Linked DNA regions of Ovis aries: region 2 is linked to region 1. A link is a contact called in public Hi-C data. All regions are on one chromosome and are shown on one strand. Each heading gives the region's core, a stretch centred on a gene start, on an enhancer-like site or on the middle of the called end of the contact. The rest is flanking DNA. Distances are from core to core; before and after follow the strand shown.

Region 1 (3,397 bases), core at 819-3,318:
CTTGCCTTTAAATGTCATCAATGGTTTGTTTCACTTGCCATGTCTCTCCTGTCAGCCTAGCATGGATCATATTTTGCACCTGTCTCCCTCATGTTTATGCTAATGCTACTCCCAGAGTAAGCACTCAGTGAGTGTTTGCAGAGTAAATTAATTTATGCAAGGCTTATTAAACAACCTGACCGAGAACAACAGAAGGTTTAGCAACCGATCATTATCAAAGAAGACTTCCCAAAACTGGTCCTGAACAGAACCCCGGCTGCATGCTCTGAGCCACAGATTTCCTCCTAGGAAAGCAGCAGATGAGGAAACCAAAGTTCAGGAAAATGAAGAGAGGTGTTCAAAGTCTCAGCACACAGCTCATAAATAAAAGGCCAGTGACTAAAGACAGGTCTGTCAGTTCTAAAGCTTACACTCAAGAGCAGGGTACTTCTCTGGGAATTCCAGTGGTGCCACGGCATTTCGGTTTTTCACAGTAACGCCATTTACAGCGAGGCTTCTTGTCTGCCTCATGGAAGTGGATGTGGCGGGCACAGCCCTGGCTGCCGGATATGGGGGCGGGGGTTGGGGGTGCCGCCTCGGGCGGCCAGCCGTACCTGCTCGCCCCCCATGTTGACCAGCAGCTCTGTGCCATTGGGGCTGAAGGTGACATACGTGGCAACCAGCACTCTCAGACGGTTGTTGTAGTCAGGCAGCTTCACTGGCAGGTGACCTGCAGGGAGCAGAGGTACCCGCGTGGGAGGCTTCTGGTCCCTCCGCAAAGGGGCAGGGAGTTGTGAGAAGTCAGCCTTCCCAGTGACCAGTCATCTTCCCCAGAAAAGCAGCTCTAAGTGTTGAGCCCTTACTGTATGAAGTGGGCCAACTGTTAAACACTATCTCACTGAGTCATCGTAACCCCATTTTACAGAAAAGAAACTAAGATTCCTCCAGGGTGAGAAATTTGCCAAAGGTCACGTAAGAGCTGGTGGATGGTAACCAGGATTAAATGCAGGTCTGTCTGACTCTCGGTCACCACTGCCTCCCTGCACTGCTCTGGAGACAATCAGCACCCCACCAAGAGTTTAGGGCCAGAGTTGGGCTGAGCCCTACCTGCTACGTAATACTGGGCTGCGCCATCCGGGAGGGGCTTCTGCCGGTCACAGAAGGTGTGTACACCTGCTGAAGGGCTCTGCTTCATGCTTTTTCTGGTGGCAAGGCAAACAAAATAGGTTATAATGCCGATCAGGACTCCTGGCTGGACCACACTTCCTTGGGAAAAACCTGTTTGTATCCCTGGAGAGATATGCGAAGAGGTACCTTTCTTTCTTACCTGAGCACCCCCAAAAGTCAACCAACTAGAGAGCTATGGACACACCCATCGCAGTGGCCCTGCCTACCAGTCTTTGGTTCGTGGCCACCCTATTACTCCCATTTTATAGATGAGGAAGCTAAAGCTCGTGGCCTACTCTAAGTCATGTAGTGTGTGAAGAGTAACAACAGTCATCCAATCCACAAATGAAAGTAACGCAGGCCAGAAGTTCGTACACCTGTCCCAGGAGTCCACTGAAAACCCAGACTGGCGGGCCGCGCAGGTCTGGGACTTCTCTGGAGGTTCTGAGTATACTTTTTTTTTTTAAAAAAAGAATAAAGTAAAATTGTATGTACAAATAAAGGAGTTTACATGTATAAGATGGTAACTATGTACACTACGTATGCACAGAAGCTATTATACACCGGGATTTCTTTCAGGTAATGGAGTAAAAGTAATTTCTTTAATACACTTCTCATAAAAACAAGCACAGATTGAATTATTTTAAAAAAAATCACAGAATGAAAAAAAACCCCCCTCAAAGAGAAGAGGGCCTGGCAATGAGGGTAAGGGGCAGCAGGTTCTCAGGGACTTGCCGCGTGTTCCTACCTGTGGTTGTGGATCATGCGGATGTCGTAGAGCCTCACAAAGGGCCCGCTGGCCCCCACGGCCAGGCAGTTGTTGTCCTGGGGGTTGACAGTGAGGCACTTGGCCTCCACCAGCTGGCCACAGTACTCTGTCAGGTCGATCAGCACTTCCGAGTGTTTGCTGTTCTCCCGAAGGTCATACTGGCTGTGAGAGAGGACACAACAGGTTGGGGGTTGCGTCCGTGGGCAGAGGGCAGGGGAGAAGCCAAGGCCTGGAGTGCAAAGGAACTGGGAGGGGTTCTGGATCTGTTTGTAAGTAGAATGTCAAAAACTACTCCCATATCTTGAGTGCTCTGAATGCCAAGTAGTAGGCTTCTCACACATTCTTTTTATTCTAACAGAACTCCCTAAGGTAGATACTACTGAACCCTTTTATTTATTTTTTAACAGATATCAATATTATTGCCACTAAGTACTATTACTACTGAGTACTAACACTTCATGAGACATTGCTTGGTGTCCAGTATTGTTCCCAAGTGTTACACAGGTATTATCTAACTAAATTCTCACACTATCCCTAGGTACCACTAGAAGTTAAAAGAAGTTCAATAACTTGCCTGGATGACACCGCAGTAAGTGCAGTGCTGGGATGGTGCAGAGCTGGGAGGACTGCGTTTTAACCACTCTGCTCTGCTCCTTGATTCTAATTCTTAATTCTATTCTTAACCTAGTTTCTTGCAGGAAACGAAAGAAGTACAGAGGTGACAGAAAAAGACAATCTTGAGATCATCTACGAGCTTCCCAGAAACGCCAACTCCCAGAACAAGCCCAAGTCCCATCCAGATGGTAAAGAGAAAGTGAAAGTCACTCAGTCATGTCCAACTCTTTGGGACTCCAAGGACTGTAGCCTACCAGGCTCCTCTGTCCATGGCATTCTCCAGGCCAGAATACTGGGGTGGGGAGGCGTTCCCTTCTCCAGGGGATCTTCCTAAAGCAGGGATCAAACCTGGGTCTCCTGCATTGCAGACAGATTCTTCGCCATCTGAGCCAATGGTAAAGGTCAGGCCAAAGCACCCACCCACCACGAGCACACTTTACCGGGGACCTGGTTTGCTTCTAGGATGCAGGCACATCCAGAAAATGGCAGGGGCATCACCCCTGTGCTCACCCACCTCCGCCTAAACACCTGCAATAATCTCTTCATCGTTCGCTTATCTTTCTCAGCCATCCTCACCAGATTGCTCTTCCTGAAATACTGTTTTTGTTATAGATGAGGAAACTGAGGTCTGAGGCTGAAGTGACTTGCCTGGACACGAGTGACAGAGGCAGGACTTGACTTGGTCTGAGTCCTCGTTCCTCCATGACTTAGATACCCCTCGTCCTTTGTGGAAAGGAAAAGGGCACAAAGCCCCATGGGGTCTCAAGGGAGGCAGTTTGGGCAGATTGTAGAGATAGGGGAAAGTTCTCAGGTTATATCTGAAGAAAGGAGTTAGGAAAGGCAATGAGGCCATTTCACGAACAAGGG
Region 2 (3,013 bases), core at 389-2,888, 200 kb after region 1:
CATGTGAATTGAATCGCCAGTCTATGTCTGACGCAGGATGCAGCATGCTTGGGGCTGGTGCATGGGGTTGACCCAGAAAGATGTTATGGGGAGGGAGGTGGGAGGGGGTTCATGTTTGGGAATGCATGTAAGAATTAAAGATTTTAAAATTAAAAAAATAAAAAACTAAAAAAAAAAAAAAAAAGAGCTAAGTCAAAAAAAAAAAAAGAAGTAAAGCTTTTATTCAACCTCTGACGAGGTGAGTTTTCCAAGGGAAGTGGGCGCAGGGGTAGGCAGGGCTGGGGTACAGTAAAGAGATTCTGATTTTTTCAGAATATCAGATGGCTCTGAATCCTGGCAGCAAAGCCAGGCAAGCAAAGACAAGGACTGATTCTCTGCAGAATCTCAGGAACATCATTTGTGGGGCTGACTTCAGGTTTGTTGAATGACTCAGTCAGTGAATGAATGACTTCACAGGAAGCTAACTCAGAACCGGCCCTGTGGAATTCTCAAGACAAGAAACCTGACTGCCCAAAGCCAGCAGAGGTGGAAAACTAGGAAGCCAGCCCCCAGCTCCCAGTTGCAGAATTCATTTTGGTGTTGCTGATAATTTGCCTCAGCGCCACCTGCTGGCGGGCACTGACTGGCCAACTCCTGTTAGAGCGAGAAATCGGTCACCTGGATCCCCAGGGGGATGGATCCTTCCAAGGGTTAGTCAGGAAAACATACAAAGTTTGGAAAAGGCAAAAGAGATTCTTGGATGTCCTTTCAAAGGAACTGTCCTCTAATGATAAGCTCATCCTTAGGGGTGTATGCTCTTCATTGCCTTTGACTGACTTTATAACTCTGTAGGGACAGAAGTAAATTGTAGAAAACAGATAATAATGCAAATGATTCCTGCCCATGGCAAGCGAATGATTCCTATTTATAACCACGCAAAGGAATTCAGTCCAGTAGAGAACATTCTCATTTAAACTACTTTTAACACCTTGCTGGGTCCTTGTCAGTTAGAGTTAAAGAAAATCTTTGACACACATTAATTTTTTTTGTGTGTATGAGGTCATGATTTTACCTTTTTGGAAATTATGCTTTATTAGATCTTCGGTTCTTGAGGAATCTACAAAGCCTCTCAGACCTTCCTTCCCATCATGCCCCCAACCTGTTCAGGTGGCACCAGCAACAGCATCCTCTGGGTCCCCACTGCACCCAGCACTGACTTCAAGGACAAGCTGCCCTGTGCTTCCCTGCCAGTCTCTCCCTCAAGACTGCGGGTGCCCAGGGGCAGGAGCTGGGGGTGATTCTCACTGGATCTGCAGAGCTCGGTAGAGGCTGTTAAATGAATTTATGAATATACTTAGTGTGGGCCACACCCCCTGTTGATGAGGGAGCCCGGGATACTGCAAGCCAGAAGGGCAATTTATGCACTTAGCCAAACACTTCTCAGCCTCAGTTTCCACATCAGTGCAATGAGGATAAAATTTAACGCGTGCTGAAAATACAGATGGGAAGGAAGTCTTAAGTAACTCCCGCATGTTTTCCTTTGCCTCTATTGGTTTCTATTCGGACCTCCCACCCCACCCCCAGAATACTAAGAAAAGGAACAGGGTCATTTCCTCTGGCTCCCCACCCTGCGAGGCCTACGGGAAGTGTTCAGTTAAGTATGCCCCACCCCCGACAGCCCAGCCCGGTTAATGAATGAGAAAGGGAAGCAGAAATGGCTTGAGGGGCCAGAGTGCCCATCATCTGGCAGTCAAGGATCATGGCCAACATAGAAGCAGCCTTGGGCTTGGGCTGGAAGGGGAGGGGAGCGGGGTAGTGAGGGGTGAGGTGGTGGACTGCTTACCTGAACAGAGAAACCCAAGAGAAAATCCAAAGGGAGAGAGAGACTGGAAGAGGCTCCATGTCCAGACCCCAGCCTCAACTCATCCTAAGCCACAGGAGCCCACCTGCCTCTCTGGCCCGCTACTCCGCTAAACAGCTACATCTGTTAAAGGGGAAAAAAAAAAGAAATTTTTTTTTTAACTGACAACCAAATAACTGGGATTCGGGCGCCACCGCGTGGTCATTTGTGAAACTGCCTGCCCAGGTGATCCAAAGGCAGAGGGAGGCCGACCAGCATTCCTCTAACTTTCCTGCCCTCCACCCTCTTCCTTGTCTTCTCCCTCCTATTTATTGAGCACTAGCTTCATGGGAAATAGATGGGAAACAGTGGAAACAGTGGGGGATTTTATTTTTGGGGGCTCCAAAATCACTGCGCTCCAAAATCACTGCAGATGGTAACTGCAGCCATGAAATTAAAAGACGCTTACTCCTTGGAAGGAAATTTATGACCAACCTAGACAGCATATTCAAAAGCAGAGACATTACTTTGCCAACAAAGGTCCGTCTAGTCAAGGCTATGGTTTTTCCAGTGGTCATGTATGGATGTGAGAGTTGGACTGTGAAGATGCTTTTGGAATTGTGGTGTTGGAGAAGACTCTTGAGAGTCCCTTGGACTGCAAGGAGACCCAACCAGTTCATCCTAAAGGAGATCAGTCCTGGGTCTTCATTGTAAGGACTGATGCTGAAGCTGAAACTCCAATACTTTGGCCACCTGATGCGGAGAATTGACTCATTGGGAAAGACCCTGATGCTGGGAGGGATTGGGGGCAGGAGGAGAAGGGGACAACAGAGGATGAGATGGCTGGATGGCATCACCGACTCGATGGACGTGAGTTTGGGTGAGCTCCGGGAGTTGTTGATGGATAGGGAGGCCTGGCGTGCTGCGATTCATGGGGTCGCAAAGAGTCAGACACGACTGAGCAACTGAACTGAACTGAACTGGGGTGGTCAAAATCTCTCCCTTGAAGGGTTTGGAGGAGTTTGGAGGAGCTTGGAGGGCTACAGTCCATAGAGTCACGACTGAAGTGACTTAGCACATGCACACAGCACTGATGCTGAGTCTCCAGAGCTCAAAACTGATTTCAGAACACAGGCTAGGTGCTCAATAAACATTTATGAATGAAATCATAAATCAATGAATGAAGATCTTTTA

The links. Hi-C and Micro-C count contacts between places; a contact is called where the count stands out from the background.
Region 2: a contact with region 1 is called in a Hi-C map of liver, with 4 times the contacts expected there. The contact joins two enhancer-like sites. A contact is called at or near these places in 9 of 16 Hi-C or Micro-C datasets (blood, hypothalamus, liver and 4 more).

Annotation. Positions count from the first base shown.
Region 1 is chr2:239,708,698-239,712,094 of ARS-UI_Ramb_v3.0, forward strand. It overlaps WDTC1 (WD and tetratricopeptide repeats 1), which reads right to left. Exons shown (of 17, transcript XR_009599448.1): 7 at 1,895-2,077; 8 at 1,087-1,181; 9 at 594-709. Among named protein-coding and RNA genes, the nearest start is that of TMEM222, 25 kb to the left of the region's middle. Within about 2 kb of position 2,069, at least 1 of the 54 cell types and tissues checked has an H3K27ac peak or open chromatin away from gene starts, as enhancers often do. A contact at or near this core is called in liver, where this site is marked.
Region 2 is chr2:239,906,428-239,909,440 of ARS-UI_Ramb_v3.0, forward strand. No RefSeq gene overlaps it. Among named protein-coding and RNA genes, the nearest start is that of TENT5B, 32 kb to the right of the region's middle. Within about 2 kb of position 1,639, at least 3 of the 54 cell types and tissues checked have an H3K27ac peak or open chromatin away from gene starts, as enhancers often do. A contact at or near this core is called in liver, where this site is marked.